Regions from separate parts of the Mus musculus genome. Here regions 2, 3 and 4 are each linked to region 1. A link is a contact called in public Hi-C and promoter capture Hi-C data. All regions are on one chromosome and are shown on one strand. The core of a region is the stretch at or near the end of the contact, and the rest is flanking DNA. Distances in the headings are between cores, read along the strand shown.

Evidence for each region. Promoter capture Hi-C pulls out the DNA fragments that hold promoters and counts their contacts. A called contact is a pair of places that touch in the nucleus more often than the background predicts.
Region 2: a promoter capture Hi-C map of pre-B cells shows a contact between it and region 1, with 4 times the contacts expected there. The contact joins the promoter of Pds5b here to the promoter of Hsph1 in region 1. A contact is called at or near these places in 9 of 39 promoter capture datasets (the 3T3-L1 cell line, 3T3-L1-derived adipocytes, cranial neural crest and 5 more), 5 of 484 Hi-C or Micro-C datasets (the G1E-ER4 cell line, embryonic stem cells and pre-B cells), 2 of 115 datasets of contacts at active chromatin or transcription factors (large pre-B cells and stem cell-derived neural progenitor cells) and 1 of 9 other capture datasets (liver).
Region 3: a Hi-C map of pre-B cells shows a contact between it and region 1, with 7 times the contacts expected there. The contact joins the promoter of Ubl3 here to the promoter of Hsph1 in region 1. A contact is called at or near these places in 5 of 39 promoter capture datasets (the 3T3-L1 cell line, 3T3-L1-derived adipocytes, cranial neural crest and 2 more), 3 of 484 Hi-C or Micro-C datasets (the G1E-ER4 cell line, double positive thymocytes and pre-B cells), 6 of 115 datasets of contacts at active chromatin or transcription factors (the SCID.adh cell line, cardiomyocytes, embryonic forebrain and 3 more) and 1 of 9 other capture datasets (liver).
Region 4: a promoter capture Hi-C map of the 3T3-L1 cell line shows a contact between it and region 1, with 5 times the contacts expected there. The contact joins the enhancer-like site here to the promoter of Hsph1 in region 1. A contact is called at or near these places in 5 of 39 promoter capture datasets (the 3T3-L1 cell line, 3T3-L1-derived adipocytes, cranial neural crest and 1 more), 3 of 115 datasets of contacts at active chromatin or transcription factors (the SCID.adh cell line, astrocytes and large pre-B cells) and 1 of 9 other capture datasets (liver).

The regions. Positions count from the first base shown.
Region 1 is chr5:149,635,015-149,637,727 of GRCm38.p6, forward strand. It overlaps Hsph1 (heat shock 105kDa/110kDa protein 1), which reads right to left and starts at 1,301. Exons shown (of 18, transcript NM_013559.2): 1 at 956-1,301. The coding sequence starts at 1,062.
Region 2 is chr5:150,672,389-150,675,173 of GRCm38.p6, forward strand. Pds5b (PDS5 cohesin associated factor B) reads left to right here and starts at 1,439. Exons shown (of 35, transcript NM_175310.6): 1 at 1,439-1,565. Gm40353 reads left to right here. Exons shown (of 6, transcript XM_017321266.1): 2 at 1,353-1,580; 3 at 1,638-2,174.
Region 3 is chr5:148,551,263-148,554,219 of GRCm38.p6, forward strand. It overlaps Ubl3 (ubiquitin-like 3), which reads right to left and starts at 1,526. Exons shown (of 5, transcript NM_011908.2): 1 at 691-1,526. The coding sequence starts at 717.
Region 4 is chr5:148,533,576-148,536,306 of GRCm38.p6, forward strand. The region is part of intron 1 of Ubl3 (ubiquitin-like 3); the gene reads right to left. Among named protein-coding and RNA genes, the nearest start is that of Ubl3, 18 kb to the right of the region's middle. Within about 2 kb of position 1,251, at least 41 of the 459 cell types and tissues checked have an H3K27ac peak or open chromatin away from gene starts, as enhancers often do. A contact at or near this core is called in liver, where this site is marked.

The sequences.
Region 1 (2,713 bases), core at 51-2,550:
GGATGGGGGCAAGAAGGACTGGCAGCCTTCCTACTAATTGCCGAATCACAGAGCACCATGGCTTTGTGAGAGAGGGAGCCCATGCTTAGAAAGTAAGTTCCTAGCAAGGCTTTCTTCCTCCTATTCACTCATAAATGTTCCTCTAATAAGGTCGGAATGATTTTACCTTTGGGTTCGATGTTTAACATTTATTATCTTGGACTTTGCACATGGGGGGAAAAAGCCCTATAATGATTGCCTTAAAAAGCATACAGCTGTTGTCGGTGAAGGCACACGCAGGTCTAACTGCCTCTAATATGTAACCTTCAGAAACTAACCCCCTCAAAAAGTTGCTTTTTACCATGCTTCCGTTTACCCACCCACGTTGCTGCAGAATATTTAATTCCGAAGCAAAAAAATCCATCTTCCCCACTGAATTTTTTGCACAGCAGTGTGTTAAGCAACAACAATGTTAAATTTGTACTGCTTACTCTAAATGGTGTTAAAATAAACGAACTCTGGGTCTGGAAACTCTCACGGACGTTTTTCACAATGAGCTTTAAAAAGGACGCTTCCAAAAGGCGATTGGGGCACTAGGGCAATATTAACAAATCAGGAGTAGATGAGACGCAGAGACGGAGGATTCCTCCACCATAGCGTGTTTCTGTGGTCGCTAACAACAGTCCGCTCGCTCCCTAGGCAAGCAGCGGCGCACAGGCTCTGGAACCTTCTAGGTCATTTGGAGATTCACCATGCGGAGGAAAAGGCTCTGTTGCCCAGGCTCTGCCGAGATCCTAGCTGAGGTGGGAGCCGGTGCCAGCTTGAAGAAGCTGAGTGGGGAGTCGGGGGCGAGCCTGGAAGGCCAGCGGGACCAGGTGGTCGCGGGGTGTCACGGTTCCCGGAATCCCCGGACCCACCATCTCCCTCGGGAAGCAGCGAGCTCCAGCCCTCCCCGGCCACCCAGGCTCCTACTTACGGGGTGCAGCGGTCGCTGAACTCGTTGGCGATGGTCTCGATGCCCCCGGCCCGCGCCACCGCAATGTAGCAGCTCTGTGAGCCTACGTCTAGCCCAACCACCGACATGGCTGGCCCGGTCCGCCTCCGCCTCGGGTCCGCTGCGTGCTCGTCCTGCTCCCGACCAGTCGGGAAGATGCCTCCGGCTTACCCTGCAAGACTGCGCTCAGTCTCTGCCACCGCTCTCCGCCGCCCGCCTCTCTCACGCAGCCGCCGCCGCTCAGCTACCAATCCAAAAGGGGAGGTCCCAATCGCTCAGCCTTATGTAGCCTACTGAGGAGAACTTTCCAGAATCTGCAGCATTTTACTCACCGGCGCCTCCACGTGCCACTTCCGCTTCCTTCTTCTCGAGCCTTCGAGAAAGATTCTACCCAATGGACTGCTGGTCCCTCCGCGGGCGGCCTGAGTTGCCATGGTGACAGGGCAGCTGCTCGGGCGCCATTGGCTAAAACTGACCGAGCTTGCCCGGCCTCCATCCCGCCCTCCCCAGCCTGAGGGGCAGTTTTCGTTCCAGTTGACTCCAGTGAATAACCGGTCGGGAACTTCTGTCGCTTAAGTGGTGACTCCGGTGGCAGTGTCCGGCTCCCGACGCCGAAAAACTATTGAAAGGACGGAGAAAGAACACACTACTCCGGGACCCCAGGCCTCTCCGGTCACGAACTTGCTGTTGGCAGAGAGCATGTCGGGAAGCGTAGTCTGGCCGGGAGACCCTAGCGCCTTGCATGCTGGGAAACGCAGTCCAGTGGTGAGGCCTCGGTGCTTTGCATGCTAGGATATGTAGTCCAGCCCGTGGTGCGTGCCACGATCCTGCTTTGTCTTAAGGGCTCAGTAAAAAGAGGCCCAGCTGGCTGCTGCCGATTCGCGCTCTTTCTCTGGTGTATGCTTTGTTCTGTGTTCCGTTCTTGCTTGTTTTTTCAACAGCTAATGGATTGCGATTTAGGGGCGTCAGGATAAGCCGCAAACGCGGTTTATATTTTGTAGACATTTGTCCGCTGGCAAGATTGTTGCAGAATAAAACACAGAAGGGTTTTCTTCTTCTTCTTCTTCTTCTTCTTCTTCTTCTTCTTCTTCTTCTTCTTCTTCTTCTTCTTCTTCTTCTTCTTCTTCTTCTTCTTAAATGAAAACTTTTGATTGCTATGCAATTTGGGAAGCTGCTGGTGTTTTGCCGACAGGGTTTTGCATATTTTGGATACTAGTTTAAGCCGACTTTGTTTAACCCTGCCACTCCTAACCATAAGGTTATGATTTAATGTAATGGCTAATAATATGGTTTAATAAATGGGTGTATGGTTTATTCCTTGTTTAATCTAACCTTTCATTTTCTTTCCTTGGAAAGTAAGCTTAGGTTCCATGAAGAGAAAGCAGAGGTGGATGCTGCTGGCTCCTGCTTTCAATTCTTATGTACCGTTAAAAAAAACGTCAAAGTTTGCCTGAAAACCCCGTGTGTACCCTCTAGAATATGGAAATATGCACAATTAAAACGTGCGCTGCTAAATAAGTGTGTAATTGAATGAAGAGTTGGGGCCCAGGGTTAAAAACTAACTCCTGAAGTATGCCTCTTCCCGTAGGACAAGTGGGGTTGCTTAAATGGGAGCTTTCTATACAAATTGCAGAGTAAGTTTTATTCGTGGTGATTGATCGGCTTGCCACTTAAGTTATTTCACCTGCTAGCATAACTATTTAAAATGGGAGAAGAACCAACGCTATCCCAGAGCAGCTG
Region 2 (2,785 bases), core at 189-2,688, 1.0 Mb after region 1:
AGCTCTGACAGGGACCTGGGGGTGAAGAGAAACCTCCATCTTAGCCCGCCCAGCCCACAGCTGCAGCAGTGAGGGCAGAAGTGGCAAGGGCGCACAAACCTCATTTTCTGGATGGCATCTTTGTGGCCTTCCAATCGCTTCCTCACCCCGTTAAGGGGGGTTCTTGAGCAGTGGGATGAACACTGGATCCCTAGGTCCACCAACCGGTGAGGAGCCATGTAGACATTAATAATCTTTCATTTACACAGCACATAATCTGTGCTGCACCACAGGGTTTAAAACATCGCACAAGAGGTGGAATACACCTTTAATTCTAGCACTTGGGAGGCAGAGGCATAGAGGCAGAGGCAGGTGGGTCTCTGTGAGCTCCAGACCCAGACAGAGCTACATAGTGAGACCCTATCTAACAAAACAAGACAAAACAACAAAAAAAGCCAGGAGTGGTGGCACATACCTTTAGTCCCAGCATTGGGAAGGCAGTGGCTGGAGGATGGAGCCTAGCCTGGGTTATATAGTGATTTCTAGGCCAGTCAGGGCTGCATAGTGAGAGCGTATTCTCAAATAAAATAATACACATTTATTTTTTATTTTATGTGTATGAGTACACTATAGCTATACAGATGGCTGTGAGCCTTCATGTGGTTGTTGGGGAATTGAACTTAGGACCTCTACTCACTCCAGTTGGCACCCTCTCGCTCCAGAAGATGGTGGGTGTCAGATCTCATTATGGGTGGTTGTGATCCACCATGTGGTTGCTGGGGTTTGAACTCAGGACCTTCGGAAGAGCAATCGGTGCTCTAACCCGTTGAACCATCTCGCCGTCCCCCTCCTTTTTTTTTTTTTAGAAATTAAAAAAAAAAAAAAAGGCCGGGCGTAGGGAAAATGCCAGTACTAAGGAGGCAGAAGCAGAGGCAGGCAGATCTCTGAACTCGAGGGCAGCCTGGTCTACATGGTAAGATCATGTGTAGCCTGGTGTACACAGTGAGCTCCACAGGCCAGCTAGGGCGGCAAAGGAAAGAAAAAGGAAAGAAAAAAAAAAAAGCCTCATCCAAAAAAGGAAAGAAAAAAAAAAGCCAAAGCCAGCGGAGTTCAGCTATCTACAGATTTCCCGCCAAAGCCTGGGAGGCTGAGTCCAAGCTGAGAGAACGCACTGACAGCTGCCCATCACTCTGCTGCCAAGGAGACAGAGGAGGCCGCGCCAGCAGGGCGGAGCCTGCGCGTGCGCGCCCCCGGGTGTGTGGGGCGGAGCCCGGAGCGCGGGCTGAGGAGCGCGTGCGCACGCGCCTGAGCGAGAAGCCGTGCGGCCGGTAGGGGGCGCTGAGAACCCACGCGGCGCTCTGCCTGCCCCCCAGGCGCTGTCCGCCGCGGTTCGATTGGAGCAGCCGCGGAGCTGCTCTTGGCGCCATTTTGAAGCGGAGAGGCGGAGGAACGGCCTGGACTGGCTGCGGAAGGGGAGGGGGGGCGGGAGGAGGCGATTGGATGCGGCGGCGGCGGCGGCGGCGGCGAGGGCGGCGGATCCCCGAGATCGGAGGAGCGCGAGGAGTGTAGGAGCCGGGCGACCGGAGGTAGGAGCGACTCGGGTAACGGAAAGGGAGCGCCTCTTCATCGCCTCAGCGCCCCACGCTCCATTTTTCTAGCGGGGCGTGCGCGCGTGGAGCCGTCGCCCGCTGAGCCTCGCGTGTCCCGGTGTCCCAGCGGGGCTGCGGTGGGGCCGGGGGCGGGGAGGCCGCGGGCCGCGGCTGGCGCCGGCCCGGAGTGACCTTTGCGGGGGCCGCGGCCGCGCCCCTCCCCCTCCCCTCTCCTCCCCCTGGAGAGAAGCCCCCCGCGCCGCTTCCCCCTTCCGGCTGCCTGCGGGCCCGGCGCGAGGGGAGGCGCGCCGCACTGCTCGGGAGTCGGGGAAGAGCCGGGAGCCGGCCGAGAGAGCGAGAGCGAGAGAGAGAGAGAGAGAGAAAGAGGAGAGAGTCAGAGAGAGTCAGAGAGAGAGAGAGAGAGAGAGAGAGAGAGTCCTCGGGCGACCGCGGGTGCAGCCCCACGGCGGTACGGACAGTGTGCGGTGCGGGCTCGCCCGCCCGCCTCTGCACCGTTATTCCACTGACACTCTAAAAGTTTGCGGTCCGGGAGAAGCCCTGGCGGCGGCGGCGTTGGTGTTGGCGGCGTTGGCGGCGGCTGTGGCTGTGGGTCTGCTTTTTGTTTTGTTTCGGTTTTTGCTCTGTACGTTGAAGAGCAAATGTGATGTTTGCACATAGGAGCAGGCATGTAGCATGCAGCCGACAGGTGTTTGCAGGGTCGACGGAACCCCGAAATTCAGCACCTGCTCTTCAGCGCTGCATGCTATTCCAGTACGAACTCCCGAGGGGTTTGAAAGAAGAGTGATTCGTTCGCTCCATCCTCAGGAACCCTACCAAGATTTAAAAGCCCCCCCCCCCCCCCATATTTTTGATTTCAAAGAATGCTCCTTTGATACTAGAGTTAGGAACTGATGGGTGGCTGTAATCGCTCCAAGGAGCGGTCTCTCTGTTGAATACTTGTTGAAGCTTTGGAAGTATTGTTTCATTTTTGAAGGTTGGTCTGAGGTCCTGAGAGAGTTGGGGAGGCCTGTGGACTTCAACGAAATAACCTTTTAAAAGCCAGGTGTATGTAGTGTAGGAGGTGGGCTGTAGCTAACTTATGATGACTGAAGTGGAGAAGGGCAATTTAAGCATTGTTCTCAGCACATGTAGTTAACAGTTCCACGAGGGGGTGTTTTCTGTGTTAACTTTTGTGAAAGTCAACTAAGTTGGCACAA
Region 3 (2,957 bases), core at 276-2,775, 1.1 Mb before region 1:
ACTTGGTACCAAGAAACCTTGGAATATCTATATTTTAAAAAGGACGCTTTACGCCATAAACCTAGAATTGAAAAACATTTAAATAGCTCCGGTTGTCATAGCTGTTCGTTCAGCTAGACGTTTCGAAGGGCTCACAGCAAGACTTTTTCCAAAGAGGTGCGCCGCTGCCCCTGAAATGTATCAAGTGTGCACCTACGTCTGAACGATCTTGTCTGTCACTGAGCCAGACAGCCTCTTCCTACCCTAGGTATCCAGCTCGCCGCCCGTCCCCGGCCGTGTCCACACAGCCCTTGACGTTTTCCCGAAGCGTTTAAATCCAAGCCTTGAAAGCCTTCTAGCAATCGGGAAGGAATTTCCTCCGCTTCCACTGCATTTCCCTGCCTCCGGCGACTTAGGAAACACAACCGAACCAGTGACTCCCAGTGGTTTTAAAAAAAAGAAGAAGAAAAAAAGAAAGAAAAAGCTGCAAAACCACACCAAAAACCAGTGCTTCCTAAAAGAAAAGGGGGGAGGGGGGCAGAAGAGCCAACTTCTCCAAAGCCAAGTAGATTGGCTTTTCCAGAAGTGCCCCCCATTTCTCACCCCCGCCGGGCCCCAGAAACCTTCGCCCCGACGCCAGCGTCGTCTTCCGATTAAATAAGATTGGAAACCACACTACAATCCGAACGTCGGAACTTATCGTTCACTTACCATATCCGCCGGGACATGACTGGACATCTTGCCTTTTGAGAGTGGGCCAGAGGTTTACGCAGAAAACAAAACAAAAAGCAAGAGCAGAAGTGCTGGAACTACGGAAAAAATAAAAAAGAACCTTCACAATTCTGATCGGTTTGTGCTGAGCTTTTCCCAAAAATGAAAAAAAAAATAAAAATTAAAAAAAAAAGTAGAAGTTACGTGGGAGCACAAGAGCTTCTGGGGCGAGAGGCGCGAGGGGAGCCGATCGTCAGCAGCAGTAGCAGCTCCAGGACCCGCCGCGCCAGGTGGACAGAGCCGAGTGACACACGGACATGGAGCGGGGTGGGAGGGGGTTAAATGCGCCGTCCTCTTTCCCCGGCCCAGGCGGTGATTCACACGCGCTCGCGACTCAGGTCCTCATTAAAGCCCCGGCGACGAAGTGTACAGATAACTATGTGGCTACACATCGAGCGCCGAGCTGAAAGCGGCCGGGGCCGCCGAGAAGCTCAGCGCGCGCCGCGGGGCCGCACAGCCGGGCTGCGCGCAGCCGCGCTCAAGGGCATCGACCTCGCCAGCCGCCGAGCCGAGCCGAGCCGAACTGGGCCGAGCCGAACCGAGCGCAGCGCCGGGGGGGCTCAGGCCGCGGGCGCCTCAGCGCAGCCGCGCCGGTCGGGCCGCATCGCGTCTGGGCTCCGGCCGCCTCCGCCTCGCTGCCTGCCTTCCGCAGCGTCTTCCGGGGGCTCCTCCCTTAGCTTGGGAACAGCTCCCCCTCAGAGCCCTGACTCTCCGCCTCCTCCTCCACTTCTCAATCCCACACGCCCCGGCCGCCTCCTGTCATCGCCTCAGCCCAACATGGCGGCGGTGGCCCCTGCTGGTGCCCGAGAGCCGACTTGGGAATAGCGCCCCCCACCTCCCCCGCCCCCGTCTGCGCTTGTTCCGTTCGTCACAACGGAGCCCTCTCGGAGCATCATGGGAAATGTAGTTTGTGCAGGTGAGGGGAAGGGGCCTCCGGGGCGTCCTTGCCCGCATCGATGCCACGCCCCCGCATAGCAACAGTTGCTAGGAAAGGATAGCGCCCTTGTCTCGGTTCAGTTTAGAGGCTCTTGCTCTGGAGTCAGTCCCTACCTGTGTCCAGAAATGCCATGATCACGCGGATTGTTGGAGGAAAACAACTTGCACGGAGAAATTCCCTCGCGCACTGTGTAGACACAGTTAAAATAGGACACACCGTGGTGCAGAAGCATGTGTTTTAATCATTGCAAGTTCTCCACATCCTGCAATCTCAAACCATTTTATTGAGTGAGTTAATCTTTAGGTCTCCTCAACATGACAGTTTGAAGATCAGAAACAATCATTGATTTCCAATAAGGCCGTGGAAGTTCAACAGAAACAAGACTCTTGTGAAGCAGAGGCAATGTCTGAACACACGTTTCCTGAAGTCCTAGGGCCATAAAGCTGCAATCCGCTTAATTGAAATGACCAGAAACTATATAGTGGTAGTGGAGACTACATGTAGATTCACCACTTCCCAGCCTAGCCCCTGTTTGACCCGGTGACGTAATTGTATTGTGAATTTAAAACAGCATAATATAATGCCGATGCTAGAATATTTAGGTGAAAAAATAATGTCTACCACGGATCTAGGATCAGAATACAGAAACCACAAGTATTCAGTTGAGCCTTATTCATATCTCAGACCTTTCGGAAGGGCAGTCTCCACACGATACTATTACACCCACCTACAGTTGTGACCTCACCTAAAGGCAGCCTTGCCTACCTTCCAGGGCTAAAGTCTGGGTGCTGTTAAGGATGATTTCATGCATGGCACATACATCGTTTTGTAAATAACAGCACATCTTCTGACGTGAACGGTGGCTACTCATCCTCTTTCTCTCTCGACGCACAGGTGCACCACAGGCTCTGCGGCCACTGAGAGTTCAGACGTGAGCTATGCAGTCCCTGTTGTCTAGGAGCCTGCGTCATTCCCCAGAACCATCTCCCCAGTCACGTGTTCCCTCATCGGACGGGAACTCACGGGACACTTCAGAGGACCTACTTGTCTCTTGAGTGGCGGCCTGGCTGAAGGCATTCCATACACTCCTAGGAGCCTACATCACAGACCCAACTCCCTAAGAATCCAAACGTAGAGGAAAACAGAGGCCCAGGCTCACCCCAATGTGGCTTCCCTATTTCAGCATCTGTGGGTTCCATGGTTTTCTACTCTTAATGTAGTTTCTCTCCGTGTGTGTTTAATAAGCACAGAACCCTTCCCCACCATGAAC
Region 4 (2,731 bases), core at 1-2,500, 1.1 Mb before region 1:
ACATCCTCTCTGAGGCAGTACAATGGGTTCAAGAACGATACACTTGCATTCTACCCTTGTGTCATCAGGACCAGCAGCAATGGCTTGAAGTTGGTGACAGAGCTTGAGTGGGCTGCTGTCTACAAATACAGCTTTATGAGAGACAGTGTAGTACTACTGGGTGACACTGGTCATGTATACTAGCGATCAGCCAAAGTCCCAAGACTGAGTAATACAGTTTTTACCAGAATACATTTTATTATCTAATTTTAATGTCTACTGCAGAAAAGTCACAAAATAAAAAGGAAGCAACGCTGCCGCGCCTTGGGAGCTGTCCTGCCTGCTGTAGAGAGCCAGCCCACACTGGCACATAGAAAAGGCTCAGGAAGGCATCTGCCTCTGCATAGAAATGTTATTAAAAGAAAATCAATTTCTTCCTCTTCCATTAAATACATGCTGAATAAATATTTAAAGAATATTATTATTAGTTCCCAGATGACATGGTGTGGCCTGTCCTGGAGAACAGGAGCAATTGCAATGTCACTGCAGTGTAACTAAGAACCCAACAGCTTTATCAACTGTGTCACACTGCACAAGGCCCTCAGGAAAAGGGCTCCTCAAGAGAGTGTCTGAAGAGGAGCTGCTGCGAAGGAAGGCGAAGAGGGAAATGTTCCTGATGAATCTACTGTAGACTTCCAAGAGCCTAGAGACTGAATGCTATAAAATGAAAAACACAAGCTCTTGAAATAGCCATGAACTATACCAATTTACTATAGGGTGAAGATGGTAACATGAAAAATACCCAAGTTCATGCATTCTGACATTGAATTTGTTAGTGTCCTGAAAAAAAAAAAAGTAAATTTGAGAGTGCCAGAAGCCAAAGAATATACACAATACACAACTGAAAACAAAACCCCTGACTTTATTTTTAACCCCTAGGCTGCTGTGTTTTCTCAGCCTGCAAGACCTCTACACCCACAAGCAGGTTTCAGATGGGTTTCTCAGACGACTAAACAACTCTTGGCTCAGCAGGTCCACAGGGAGAACTATGAAGGACGTCTCCAAGTCCCGTCTCTGCCACGAAGGGACTGAATTTACTGCATTTTGGAGGCCGCATGAAGCTCAATATCTCTTAGAATGTGGATGACTCGGCACCATCCCATAGGTAGCAGTTTTTGTGCAGAACCATCACAAACATCATGTATTACACACTATGACTCCAGTCCTTACCAGACAGACACTCAGGGTATTTCTACTACACTTTCAGTATGCTGTGCTGGGAACTCTGCCAGCTTTTTGGATTTTTTTCCCCCTCCTGTCAGCAGGGTTGACTTAGAATGAATGATACATAAATGAAATATGAATGAAAGCATTTGAACTGTGGGGCGTTCTGTAGACACTGCAACAGTGTTTGTATCAGCAACAATTTTAGTGTTATTACTATGCTACTTTATGTGTAGTCCCTGTTTCCTCTCAAAGCTATTTTGCCTTGATGATGCTGTCTAGGTTAGAAAGATATACACAGCCTGTGGGGTACTTATTTGGGAAGTAACCATTCTCACAGAAGCTGTCTTTCGAGACTATAACTGCAAAGGTCTTGTGATGGGCTGGGTTTTAAATTATTGTGTAAAATACTAGCAAATATGTCAAAAAAAAAAAAAAGCACACTCCATACTGACCTCTGAAAACCTCTAGGAGTATACTTTATAACTGTGTGGTTTTGCTGTTAGAGAGCAGAGATTGCTGTAAAATGGAATCATCTATCTTGTCTGCTAAGATGCAGAACTCAAGTTTTATTGGCTGCATGCTGTGGTTCCCCCAAAACAAAAGTTCCACCAATGCTGCAGTTATTTTTAAAAGTAATCTGTATTCCAATTCTTACAGCAGAGCATGGTTATAGATGCTTTTTTAAAAGTCACATCACCAGAAAATCAATACTAGAATCAAGCTTTTTTTTTTTTTTGTTTTTTGTTTTTTCAAGACAGGGTTTCTCTGTGTAGCCCTGGCTGGCCTCAAACTCAGAAATCCGCCTGCCTCTGCCTCCCAAGTGCTGGGATTAAAGGCATGTGTCACCACGCCCAGCTTAGAATCAAGTTTGGTAAATGGAATAATATTTAAAAACAAATCCACATGTACTTGTACGCACAAATGTATGAATTTTTATGTATTCAATCCCTTCTCCAATTCCAAACCAAATCAGGTTGAGCTGGGTAGACAGCAACCAGACAAAGAAAGGTATTTTCTCTGCCTCTCAAAGAGCCACAATTCTATCTGATGCAAGAATATGACAGACCTGGCAACCAGTGAGAGATAGATGGCATAACTACTTGTTCTACCATGAACTGGTAACAAAGTCTTCTTTAATGATTTGATCCAGCTGCCAGTCTGGCAGATCAATGTGGCTTACTGAGAAACTGTACCTTAGGTCCTCACTGCAGGTCCCTAGTACACCATTTATTATGTGCAAATGCACTGCCCAGAAGCTGCACTTCACCATCATCTAGCTCCAGCAAGAAAGGAAAATAAGAAAACTACCCCAGATCACCACTCACAAGATTTCTTATTCACGATCGAGACATCCAAATTTAAACTAAGGAGGAAAGGATACTATCACACACATCCTTTCAGTCAGGAAGAGAAAGCTGATATCTGTAAAGCCTTCAAACCACAGGAATTCAGAGACACTTCACATCAATTATTTAAGAAACAGCTAATCTCTTATAAAGCAAAGGAAAAGGAGGTTCAGGTCACT